Linked DNA regions of Salmo salar: region 1 is linked to region 2. Evidence: chromatin contacts called from public Hi-C data. All regions are on one chromosome and are shown on one strand. The core of a region is the stretch at or near the end of the contact, and the rest is flanking DNA. Distances in the headings are between cores, read along the strand shown.

What was found. Hi-C and Micro-C count contacts between places; a contact is called where the count stands out from the background.
Region 1: a Hi-C map of gill shows a contact between it and region 2, with 2.5 times the contacts expected there. The contact joins the enhancer-like site here to the promoter of hig1a in region 2. A contact is called at or near these places in 3 of 3 Hi-C or Micro-C datasets (blood, gill and muscle).

Annotation. Positions count from the first base shown.
Region 1 is chrssa12:60,907,827-60,914,330 of Ssal_v3.1, forward strand. It overlaps LOC100196653 (testis enhanced gene transcript (BAX inhibitor 1)), which reads left to right. Exons shown (of 10, transcript NM_001141682.1): 4 at 6,060-6,180. Among protein-coding and RNA genes, the nearest start is that of LOC100196653, 9.9 kb to the left of the region's middle. Within about 2 kb of position 2,300, at least 1 of the 13 cell types and tissues checked has an H3K27ac peak or open chromatin away from gene starts, as enhancers often do. A contact at or near this core is called in gill, where this site is marked.
Region 2 is chrssa12:60,819,662-60,826,151 of Ssal_v3.1, forward strand. hig1a (HIG1 domain family member 1A) reads right to left here and starts at 2,553. Exons shown (of 4, transcript NM_001140676.1): 1 at 2,410-2,553; 2 at 190-288. The coding sequence starts at 280.

The DNA.
Region 1 (6,504 bases), core at 1,050-3,549, 88 kb after region 2:
GCAAGGAAGGCCTCAACTTGCCACAAACTTAAAAGCCCAACAAAATACGTTTACTAAACGGTGCTCTACTCAAGACTCTGTAACTAAGGCAAGCTACATAGTGTCACGTAAAATCGCAAAGCATAGCAAGCCTTTTGCTGAAGGGGAGTTTGTGAAATACTGCATGGTGGAGACTGCTGGTGTACTTTGTCCTGAGAGTAAAAGCCAATTCGAGACAATCTCCAGGCGCATGGAAGTGATAGGTGATGGGCTAATCTCCGAGTTGAAGAAAAAGCAGATGGCTTTGATCTTTTTTGTTTGTTTCTATAGCACTGGATGATAGTACTGACATCAGAGACGCTGCTTAACTTGACATTTTTGTCAGAGGAATAAATGAGAACTTCTTGCGTTGGACTCAATGATGGGAACAACCAGGGGCTCTGACTTGTATGACAGGGTGTCTGCCCGCTTGGGCTGTGGTGATTGGATAACTGTAAATATGGCTTGCAATTGAGATGAGAATTGTTCCTTAATCTGCTTTCAAAAACAAACCATTCCAAATGAAACCGATGCTCTTACCATATGTTTCACTCAAATTTGAGAATAGTTTTTTTTATACACCTACTGTTACATTTTGCATGTCTCCAGTCGTTTATAATATCTATTTTTAAGTTTGCATATTGTGACTAAGTTTGTACTTTACAAAGGTAGAGATGCAGGATCTGTGCGTGTTTTGACTCTGTGATGTTATAAATTATATCAATATTGTGAAATTTGTTCATAAAACAAGGGTAGAGATGGTACAAGGGTAGACTTGTTCTGCAAGCATATGTACACCTACAGTACACTAGTAGTTGCATGTCGATGTGGAAATGAATAAAGGCTTCACATGTTTTGTCACGCATATAGTAAGTGGCCCTTCACTTGGTTTCAAAAACTCAATGTGGCCCTTGAGCCAGAAGGTTTGCCCACCCCTGCACTAAGCGGTCTTGAAGGCGTCTCTTTGTCTGTCCAATGTAGAATACCTTGCACTGTGGACATTCCAATCGGTAGATGACATGAGTGGTTTTACAGTTAATGAAAGGCTTGACTTGATACTGCGTGCTAGTTGCATTCAAAAGAGCCCCTGGGTTTGTGTTCTAGCCTAATCTTTTGAGTTGCAATTTTACAATTGTCATTTAGCAGGCGCCCTTATCCAGAGCAACGTACAGGAGCAATTAGGGTTAAGTGCCTTGCTCAAGGGCACGTCGGCTCCGGATTCGAACCAGCAACCTTTTGGTTACTGGCCCAACACTCTTAACCGCTTGGCTACCTGCTGCGAAGGTAGTTGTGGACTAATTTGTTATTCAGGGTAAGACCTCTCTTAAAGCTTATGTCTGGTGGCTCTGGGAAGACTTTTTGTAGTAGCGTATCACTTTCATGATTCCCCAATTATTTTTAATGATTCTTTTAATGTTCTCTGCTTCAGTGCTACATTTTAGACCAAAGTACACTCTCTGGTGCATCACGAGGAGCTCCCCTCTACAAAAAGTCCTCTCTGTCAAGACGTCCAGTCCTTGTCCCTGCTTCTTTCAGAACCTGACTGCTGTAACCCTGGCTCAAGAAGTGAGACTCCCAATTCAGCAGATTTGACACTAGTCTGTTTACTGATTCCAAACAGTCTGCAGAATTTGCAAATCTCCATAAGCAATGTTCTCTCTTAGCCTTTTGGGGCTGTAAACTGTCTGTTCAGGGTCCTGTTGGTTCCAGACTTGGTGCAAGGGTACCGCTTGCCTTGCGGTAGCATAGAAGTCTATTGCTTTGGTGGCTGGAGTTTTTGACAATTTTTAGGGGCCTTTCTCCAACACTGCCTGGTATAGAGGTCCTGGGTGGTGGGGAGCAAGGCCCCAGTGGTGTACTGGGCTGTACTCACTGTTAGAGGTCTTCACAAGTCCAAAAAAACTTTTGCCACACGGAGTAGGCTCTGACTGTAGCCTATTGCTGCTTTGATGACTTATGACTGGCCAATAGCAAGCTACATGTGCAACGCTCTACTCGTGAAAAGGAAGAGCAGCAGCATAAATGATAAAATGTTTCCCCACAGCAGCAGTCATGTTCAGATCTGTACCAGTCCTTCCAGCCAAGTCAGTTAAAATTGCACATGCTCAAGACCGTAACAATCAGATCTGACTCAGACCCGTGAAATTATTTAGAATTCTGGATCTGGACCCGTTTGGGTCCTGGATCGGGTCACGGGTATTCGGGTACATGCGGATCTGAAAGCCCATGCCAAATCTTTTCAGCCCGCTGTGGGGGAAGAGGCACTATTATGCCCTCTAAACAACTATGTGGGTGTTTTTGGACTGTTAATTCCTTAGGGATGTGGACACAGAGGAACACAAAGCTCTTGACCCGCTCCACTACGGCCCCATCGATGTAGATGGGGGGGGGGCTCCTTTTGTCTTGGTGAAGTTGAGGGAGAGTTTGTTGTCCTGGCACCACACTGCCAGGTCTCCGTTCTCCCTATAGGCAGCGTCGTCGGTGATCAGTCCTACCATCATGTCGTCAGCAAACTTAATGATGGTGTTGGAGTCATGCACAGCCATGCCCTCATCGTTGAACAGGAAGTACAGGAGGGGACAAATGCCACGTTCAGAACAACTGGGAACAAACAGGTTTCTGTACCAAATATTAAGTTCTGCTTTTCTGATGTATCAAATACTTATGTCATGCAATAAAATGCAAATTAATTACTTAAAATCATACAATGTGATTTTTCTGGATTTTTGTTTTAGATTCCGTCTCTCACAGTTGAAGTGTACCTATGATAAAAATTACAGACCTCTACATGCTTTGTAAGTAGGAAAACCTGCAAAATCGGCAGTGTATCAAATACTTGTTCTCCCCACTGTATGCTCGCAGGCCAGGTAGTCTAGGCCTAGTTCTTTCTATGTGTAATCGGGTGCGCGTCTTTACTCAACATAGACAGGAACGCTCCCAAAAAAACTTGGAAATGGAATAAAATAACTAAAACTTGTTCCTCACAAGTGTAGCATAGGTTGTGAGCTCTTCAAACATCTTGTGTACTCTGACAATGAGAACAGGAAACAACTAGTAATAACCTATTGAATGCATTAACAGATTACCGTCACCAAACAAACATTGGAGATTAGAAATGAAGGTTAAATGTACTACTGGTTATGTATGAAATGGTGAATTGATGGACACTAACAATCAGAGGCAAACAATTCACACAATGAAGCGATAAAATAAATGCGAATGAATTGGGGGGGACTCTAAGCCACACTCCCCTTGACACATTTAAAATGTTTACCGAAGACACATTATTTCACACATACTGTAGGCCTAAGGAATTCTCTCACAAATGGTGTCAGGTCCAAAGCAGTAGCCATTGTATGGGGAACCAATGCAATTTCACTTATTTGATCACTTAAATTGATTGGCGCGCTGAGGAAAATACCCTTGTGGCACAGGTGCCTTACAATGCCAATGCATGTCTTAGAGTGATGACTGTGCCATCCCGCTGCCTCCGCAATGGATTAGTCTGAGACCGGCGCCAACAGACCAGTGTCTCGTGTGCCATGAAATAAGTCATTTGCAACTTCTCAATTCAAAAGTCTCAGTTGACTAACTGCCTATCGACCAGTTGAATTAATGGGTTCAGCCCTAATTCAGTCCCAGGTTCCTGAGCTTGGAGAGGGCTACGGTGTTGAATACTGAACTGTAGTCAATGAACAGCATTCTTAGAGGTATTCCTTTTGGTCAGGTGGGTGAGGGCAGTGAGGAGTGAAATAGAGATTTCATCATCTGTTGGGCCGGTATGCAAATTGGAATAGGTCCAGGGTGTCTGGGATGATGGTGTTGATGTGAGCTGTGATCAGCCTCAAAGCATTTCATGGCTATAGACATGAGTGCTACGGGGTGACAGTCATTTAACCTTGGCGTTCTTGGGGACGGGGACTATACGCGTCCTGGTGTTCCGTCTGGCCCCGCGGCCTTGCAAAAGTTTACTTGTTTAAAGATCTTATTCACATTGGCTAGGGAGAACGAGATCACCATCTGGAACACATGGTGCTCTCATGGCTCGTGTTGCCTGCTTAGAAGCGAGCATGGAAGGCATTTAGTTCGTCAGTTAGGCTTGTGTCACTGGGCAATTTCCCTTTGTAATCAGTGCAAGCCCTGCCACGTCTGTTGAGAGTCATAGCTGGCGTAGTGGGATTCGATCTTAGTCCTGTATTGATGCTTTGCCTGCTTGATGGCTTGTCGCAGGTCATATCGGGATTTCTTATAAGTGTCCGGATTAGTGTCCTGCTCCTTGAAAGCGGCAGCTTTAGCTTAGTGTGGATGTTGCCTGTACTCAATGGTTTCTGGTTGGGATATGGTCACTGTGGGGACGACGTCGTCGTTGCACTTATTAATGTAAATATTGATGACAACTCTCTTGGTAAATAGTATGGTCTGCAGCTTATCATTATGTATTCTAACTCAGGTGAGCAAAAACTTGAGACTTCCTTATCATTAGAGATTGCGCCACCAGCTGTTAAGACACACCCAATCTCTCATTGTCTTACCCGAATCTGCCATCCAGTCTTGACGATGCATAAAAAAACTGTGAGATGTACAGTACCAGTCAAAAGTTTGGACACCTACTCATTCAAGGGTTTTTCTTTATTTTGACTATTTTCTACATTGTAGAATAATAAGTGAAGACATCAACTATGAAATAACACACATGGAATCCTCTGACCACTGCCTGGCATAGAGGTCCTGGATGGCAGGAAGCTTGGCCCCATTGATGTACTGGGCTGTACGCACTACCCTTTGTAATGCCTTGCGGTCAGATGCCGAGCAGTTGCCATACCAAGCGGTGATGCAACCAGTCAGGATGCTGTCGATGGTGCAGCTGTAGAACGTTTTGATGACCCATGCCAAATCTTTCTATTCTCCTGAGGGGGAATAGGCATTGTCGTGCCCTCTTCATGACTGTCTTGGTGTGTTTGGATCATGGTAGTTAGTGATGTGAACACCAAGGAACTTGAAGTTCTCGACCTGCTCCAGTACAGTCACATCGATGTGGGCGTGCTTGGCCCTCCTTTTCCTGTAAGCTGAGTAAGCAGAAAATCCAGAGCTGCCGACTTGTTGAAATATACATTTTTGGCCAAATTGAGGTTAGTGATCGCAGTTCTAATATCCAGATGCTGTTCTCAGTCATAGGAAATTATGGCGGAGACATTATGTACAAGAAAATCTAAGATCAGCGTCACAAAATAGCAGAATTGGTCAGGAGCCTGTAAGACTGCTGCTATCCACTGCAGCGCCATCTTCACAGAGCAATTTCTAAAGCAGGAATTTCACTAGGACTGTCGGAGTGGTCTGAGTGGGGAGGGGGAAAACTAGCTGTTATTGTAGGATGGTTGGAACTCTTTTGGACCAGGCAACATTTTTTTTCTATTCCTCAATTGTCCAGTGGTGATCGTGTGCCCACTGAAGCCACTTCTTGTTTTTAGCTGATAAGAGTGGAACTCTGGGTGGTTGTCTGCTGCAATAACTCATCTTAGACAAGGATCGATGACTTGTGATTTCCGAGATGTCGTTCTTCACGCCACTGTTCTACTTCGCCGGTATTTATCTGTTTTGTGGCCTGCCTGCTAGCTTGCACTATTCTTGCCATTTTTCTTATGCCCCCCCCCAACGAGCTGTTTTCGCCCACAGGATTGCCGCTGACTGAATAATATTATTTTTTTGTCGCACCGTTCTCTGTAAACCCTAGACACTGTCGTGTGTGAAAATCCCAGGAGGGACGAGGTTTTTGAGATACTGGCTCCAGCGTGCCTGACACTGCTTTATATAGCAAGCCATGGCCACGTAACTCACTGTTTGTAGGAGCGATACGTTTTCATGAACGGGTGGTGTACCTAAAACTTCAGTGTGTCTGTGTGGGGGGGTAGATTTCACAAAAGATGGCCATATAACATATGATTGGTAATGCTTTGAAGGTTTTTCATTTAACTGGTGAATGACAATCACCATTGATGTTATTACATTATAATAACTGTTGCTGTGTGTTTTGTGTCCATTAGGGTGGGATGTTGACCATGCTGGGCTCCCTGGCCATGATGGCTTGGCTGGCTATGACTCCCCACAGCCCTCTGACTGAGAAGAAGAGACTGGCCATCCTCTCTGGTTTTGCCTTCTTCACAGGTAACCTCATCTGCCCCATAGCTCTGTCAGAAAAGAGCCTACACAGTGTGTGCACTCATTCAATCACCCTCATGCATTTAAAAGCAGTGGATTGGTGCAAACATGGCTGGAGGGAGTTTTCACCGTAGAGATCCTATTAAATTACGAAAGAGAGTATTTCATAAACCCTGAGTTCCAGAATGGGGTGAAATTGGCAGCCATAGATGCGGTAAAGAGGTCAATCGAACTTGACCACAACAATGGAATTGCCATGGAAGCTCTTGGTGGAAAGGTCCTGAGTCGCCTCATTGCCCCCTAGCAAAATGAGATTACATTTTAGGCTAT
Region 2 (6,490 bases), core at 1,303-3,802:
AATGATGGTCTGGGTGTATGATATCTAACCTTAGAACCAGGGTTGGAAAAGTGGATTACATTTTATTCCATGACTGACTAGGATTCAATCAAACATGCACTATGAAAAAGTTCCACTGCGGTGAAACCACCAACAGGACTCATGCTCTTGTAAAAATTGTTTATATTTTTTTTGTACAGCTTCACTTACCTATTGGGACAAACGGAGACTCCTTCGCTTTCCTCATAAATTTTGATTCATTCTCATCATCATATGTTGGCAAATCTTTGTTGGAGGACATGGAGACTGCTGGGAGGAGAGGCTGACATAAGGGAATACTGGCTTGAATAACACACAGTCCAACTTATATCCCTCACTAATTACAGTAGGTACTGTAGTCTTGTCATACACACTACTGTTGGTAAAAGATAATGTACAGTGACTTCGGAAAATATTCAGACCCCTCCACGTTTTGTTACAGCCTTATTCTAAAATTGATAAAAACATTTGGTTTTCCTCAATCTAGACACATTACCCCACAATGACAAAGCAAAAAACTGGTTTTTACAAATGCTTTCTAATTTATAAAAAATAATACAACTGAAATATCACATTTACATAAGTATTCAGACCCTTTACTCAGTACTTTGTTGAAGCACCTTTGGCAGTGATTACAGCCTTGATTCTTCTTGGGTATGATGCTACAAGCTTGGTACACCTGTATTTGGGGAGTTTCTCCCATTCTTCTCTGCAGATCTTCTCCAGCTCTGTCAGGTTGGGTGGGGAGCATCGCTGCACAGCTATTTTCAGGTCTATCCAGAGATATTTGACCAGGTTCAAGTCCAGGCTCTGGCTGGGCCACTCAAGTACATTCAGAGACTTGTCCCGAAGCCACTTGTGCATTGTCTTGGCTGTGTGCTTAGTGTCATTGTGCTGTTGGAAGGTGAACCTTCAGCCCAGTCTGAGGTCCTGAGCGCTCTGGAGCAGGTTTTTAATCAAGGATCTCTGTACTTTGCTCCGTTTATCTTTCCCTCGATTCTGACTAGTCTCCCAGTCCCTGCCGCTGAAAAACATCCCCACAGCACGATGCTGCCACCACCATGCTTCACCGTAGGGATGGTGCTAGGTTTCCTCCAGACGTGACGCTTGGCATTCAGGCGGAAGAGTTCAATCTTGGTTGCATCAGACCAGAGAATCTTGTTTCTCATGGTTTGAGAGTCTTTAGGTGCCTTTTGGCAAACTCCAAGCGGGCTGTCATTTGCCTTTTACTGAAAAGTGGCTTCCGTCTGGCCACTATGGTGAAGTGCTGCAGAGATGGTTGTCCTTCTGGAAGGTTTCCCATATCAACAGAGGAACTCTAGAGAGAGCTCTGTCAGAGTGACCATCGGGTTTGACCAAGGCCCTTCTCCCCGATTGCTCATCTCTAGGAAGAGTCTTGGTGGTTCCAAACTTCTTCTATTTAAGAATGATGGAGGCCACTGTGTTCTTGGGGACCTTCAATACTGCAGAAATGTTTTCGTACCCTTCCCCAGATCCGTGCCTCGACACAATCCTGTCTTGGAGCTCTACGGACAATTCGTTCGACCTCGTGGCTTGGTTTTTGCTCTGACATGCACTGTCAACTGTGGGCCCTTATATAGACAGGCGTGTGCCTTTCCAAATCATGTCCAATCAATTGAATTTACCACAGGTGGACTCCAAGTTGTAGAAATGTCTCAAAGATGATCAATGGAAACAGGATGCGCCTGAGCTCAACTTCGAGTCTCATAGCAAAGGGACTGAATACATGTAAATAAGGTATGTTATTTTTAATTCATTTGCTAAAATTTCTAGCAACCTGTTTTTTGCTTTGTCATTATGGGGTATTATGTGTAGATTTCTGAGGATTTTTTTGTTATATATATTGCTTTTGAATAAGGCTAACGTAACAATGTGGAAAGTCAAGGGGTCTAAATACTTCCCGAAGGCACTGCAAAGATTCTCATTTAATCATAATAAATGTATATTGCTTATAACAAATGTCCCTTTACCACACAACGCTACTTACCTACGTGACACAAAGCAGGAACATGCCTTGAACTTGTACATTTGAGTTTACTATTCAACTTACGTACAGTAGACTCGAGGGATGGACCGAGTTTAGAGCTTCACAGCCCGCTGGCTTGATGTGGCATTTTAAACTACGGCGTTTGACAATCATTTACAGTCACTGCTTTGTGTTAATGTATGTTTTTTATTGCAAGTTATTTGTCCTCGTGACCGTAGAATGTGACCTAACGTTGTAAGCTAGCTAGTATCCCAGACAAGGACAGAATCCCAGAAGACAGTCCTAATCATCTATAATGCTAGGATGGCGCATCATTTACAGTGAGAGTACAAATTATTACACAGCCATTCGAGTGAGCTTTATACAATTGGTTGATTACTTACATTCGATCTGTCGAAAGGTCCCGCTAAAGAAGCAATGTTTTGGCTGCGTTTGGGCGCTGTTTCAACCTCTGATGTCAAGCAAAGATAGTGAAGTCCTGCAACGATAGTTTAGTCAATTTTCTTTCCCTCGTTTCCGTATCACGCAATATTCTTATCGCGATAGAAAAGCTACGGTAACGTTAGTGTACCGTAATACACCGTAATAACGTGCATAAGGACAACATCGAATATTTGTATATTTTTTTCAACATACGATTTGATATGTAGGTAGGTTACAGTGATTTTTGGAAGCTATTCATTTGTTTATTTAAAATTAATAAAAGGTGCTGATTGATCAGTCAGCAAGTTATGCCTGGGTCATCAAGGTGTAGTAGCACAAAACATGGCACACACATTGAGCACAGAAAACAGCACAAAAGGCAAGGTAGAGAGAACAATACATCACGCGAAGCAGCCACAACTGTCAGTGAGTGTCCATGATTGAGGCTTTGAATGAAGAGATGCAGATAAAACTGTACAGTTTCACAGTTTTTTGCAGCTCGTTCCAGTCGCTAGCTGCAGACCTTTAATAGAATGTGACTGGCAGAACGGGTGTTGGATGAGGGCTGAAGTAGTTATCTCGGATAGGAGGGAGTGAGGCCCAAATCTCTGGCGATGCTTACGGTCTGAATACACACGGGGGTGCACGCGAGCTAAAACAAGTGTCTTGTGTCAACCAGAGAGGATCTTTGCCTCGACAGTTATTTATAATACTTGCCACAGTTTTTTAAATTGTATTGCTTATTTGCTGTTGTTGCAGTTACATTTATTGCACTCCGAGTTATTCCATTCCTATAAATAATGAAAGTCTCTGCACATACATCATTTCTACGTTCATATTTTTTTTACATTCTTCCTCAAACATCTATTCCATTTTACAGGTAGGCCAACTGGTGTTAGTCTACAAAGGGGTTCTCCGTGAAATACCTTATTTTCCCAAAGTGAGCAGTCTGCACTGCTGGACAGTGAGATTGTGTTAGGATTTATGTAAAATGGGAGGGTTTTTCTCTAATTTTCTTTCCTTCTCTCCCCCACCTCTCTGATTCAGAGGGGTTGGGTTAAATGCGGAATACACATTTCAGTTGAATGCATTCAGTTGTACAACTGACTAGGTATCCCCTTTCTTCTGTCTCCCTCAAAATCTCTCGATTTGGGCATTTTTGTTTGCTTCTCTTGTTTTATCACCTCTTTTTACTACGCCTCTCTGCGGGCCGTCTCGTTCTGTCCTTCTCTTATTCCCTCTTTCTCTCTCCTCCTGTTTCACTCTGCCCAGGCATCACAGTTTGCCTTCTAGGCCCCTTTTCCTGGAACCAGGGCTCTACAGCAGAGGCCACCTCAGGGCAAGATGGCAAGGAGGAGGGGGAGCAGTCTTCCTGCAAATCACATGGTACAGGAGGTGTCTTTACTTCATGAGTTCAACTTGTGGTCTACGATGTAGTTGAGATATAAATATATTTGTAACCAGGGGTATTAATCAAAAGGGACTACTACACCACTGTTTTAGTTAACTTCGCTATGTGTGTCTGATTGCCCCACCCTTGTGAGTTCTGGTGTTCTCTACTTATCCTGTCTCCCTCTCTTCAGCCCCCTCGTTCCTGCCAGACACTGAGGATCACGTGACCTCTGTATAGGTTTTCCATAAATTCCTCACATTCTCAACCAATGGGTATCCAGTATCACACCCTTCTATTTCCTTGTTACTTCACTGTTCTGCTGCCTGCACATGTGTGCTCTCTCTTCCTCTCTCCCTATAGGTCAATGTATTGGTTTACTGTATATAGTGCCAGACCAAGCCAGACCTCACACAATGCAGCACACACTGTATTGCTCAGGCATATCTGTGACAGGTTGTTGGAGTATGTTGTCAGAGAGTGAGATATTACAGTTGAAATCAGAAGTTTACATACACCTTAGCCAAATACATTTAAACTCAGTTCTTCACATTTTCTGACATTTAATCCTAGTAAAAATTCACTGTCTTAGGTCAGTTAGGATCACCACTTTATTTTCAGAATGTGAAATGTCAGAATAATAGTAGAGAGAATGATTTATTTCAGCTTTTATTTATTTCATCATATACCCATTGGGTCAGAAGTTTACATACACTCAATTAGTATTTAGTAGCATTGCCTTTAAATTGTTTAACTTGAGTCAAACATTTCGGGTAGCCTTTCACAAGCTTCCCACAATAAGTTGGGTGAATTTTGGCCCATTTCTCCTGACAGAGCTGATGTAACTAAGTCATGTTTGTAGGCCTTGCTCGCACACGCTTTTTCAGTTCTGCCCACACATTTTCTATAGGATTGAGGTCAGGTCTTTGTGATGGCGACTCCAATACCTTAACTTTGTTGTCCTTAAGCCATTTTGCCACAACTTTGGAAGTATGCTTGGGTCATTGTCCATTTGGAAGACCCATTTGCGACCAAGCTTTAACTTCCTGACTGATGTCTTGAGATGTTGCGTCAATATATCCACATAATTTTCCTCATGCCTCATGATGCCATCTATTTTGTGAAGTGCACCAGTCCTTCCTGCAGCAAAGCACCCCACAACATGATGCTGCCAACCACTTCACGGTTGGGATGGTGTTCTTCGGCTTGCAAGCCTCCCCCTTTTTCCTCCAAACATAACGATGGTCATTATGGCCAAACAGTTCTATTTTTGTTTCATCAGACCAGAGGACATTTCTCCAAAAAGTATGATCTTTGTCCCCATGTGCGGTTGCAAACCGTCGTCTGGCTTTTTTATGGCGGTTTTGGAGCAGTGGCGTCTTCCTTGTTGAGCAGCCTTTCAGGTTATGTCAATATAGGACTCATTTTACTGTGGATATAGATACTTTTGTACCCGTTTCCTCCAGCATCTTCACAAGGTCCTTTGCTTGTCACGACTTCCGCCGAAGTCGGCTCCTCTCTTTGTTAGGGCGGTGTTCGGCGGTCGATGTCACCGGCTTTCTAGCCATCGCCGCTTCATATTTCATTGTTCCATTTGTTTTGTCTTGTTCCCTGCACACCTGGTTTTCATTCCCTAATCACACTGCATGTATTTATTCCTCTGTTCCCCTCCATGTCTTTGTGTGAAATTGTTTGTTGTTATGTGGTTATTGTGATGCGCCAGGCTATGTTTCCGTGTTTGTGCACGTTGTATGTATGTTTATTTGGTACATTAGCTTTGGTGAGTGTTTTTCACGCTTTGCACTTTTGCCTTTTTGCTGGAGGTTTTCACGCAGTTTGCGTCCGTCTGTTTGTTCACTCCAGCCTGAATAAAGTGTGCGCCTGTTCACAACTCTCTGCTCTCCTGCAACTGACTTCGCCACCAGTACACACACCCTTGACATTGCTGTTGTTCTGGGATTGATTTTGCACTTTTCGCACCAAAGTACGTTCATCTCTAGGAGACAGAACGTGTCTCCATCCTAAGCGGTATGACGGCTGCGTGGTCCCTTGGTGTTTATACTTGCGTACTATTGTTTGTACAGATGAACGTGGTAACTTCAGACGTTTGGAAATTGCTCACAAGGATGAACCAGACTTGTGGAGGTCTACACATTTTTTTCTGAGGTCTTGGTTGATTTCTTTTGATTTTCCCATGATGTCAAGCAAAGAGGCACTGAGTTTGAAGGTAGGCCTTGAAATGCATCCACAGGTACACCTCCAATTGACTCAAATTATGTCAATTAGCCTATCAGAAGCTTCTAAAGCCATGACATCATTTTCTGGAATTTTCCAAGCTGTTTAAAGGCACAGTCAATTTAGTGTATGTAAACTTCTGACCCACTGGAATTGTGATACAGTGAATTATACGTGAAATAATCTGCCTGTAAACAATTGTTGGAAAAATTATTTGTGTCATGCACAAACTAGATGTCCTAACCGACTTGCCAAAACTAGTTCGTTAACAAGAAATTTGTGGAGTGGTTGAAAAATGAGTTTTAATGACTCCAACCTAAGTGTATGTAAACTTCCGACTTCAACTGTACATGTGAAGGTTAATTCAATGACATTAGTCCTCAGAGGCCATGATAAAACATTAGAAGCAACATATA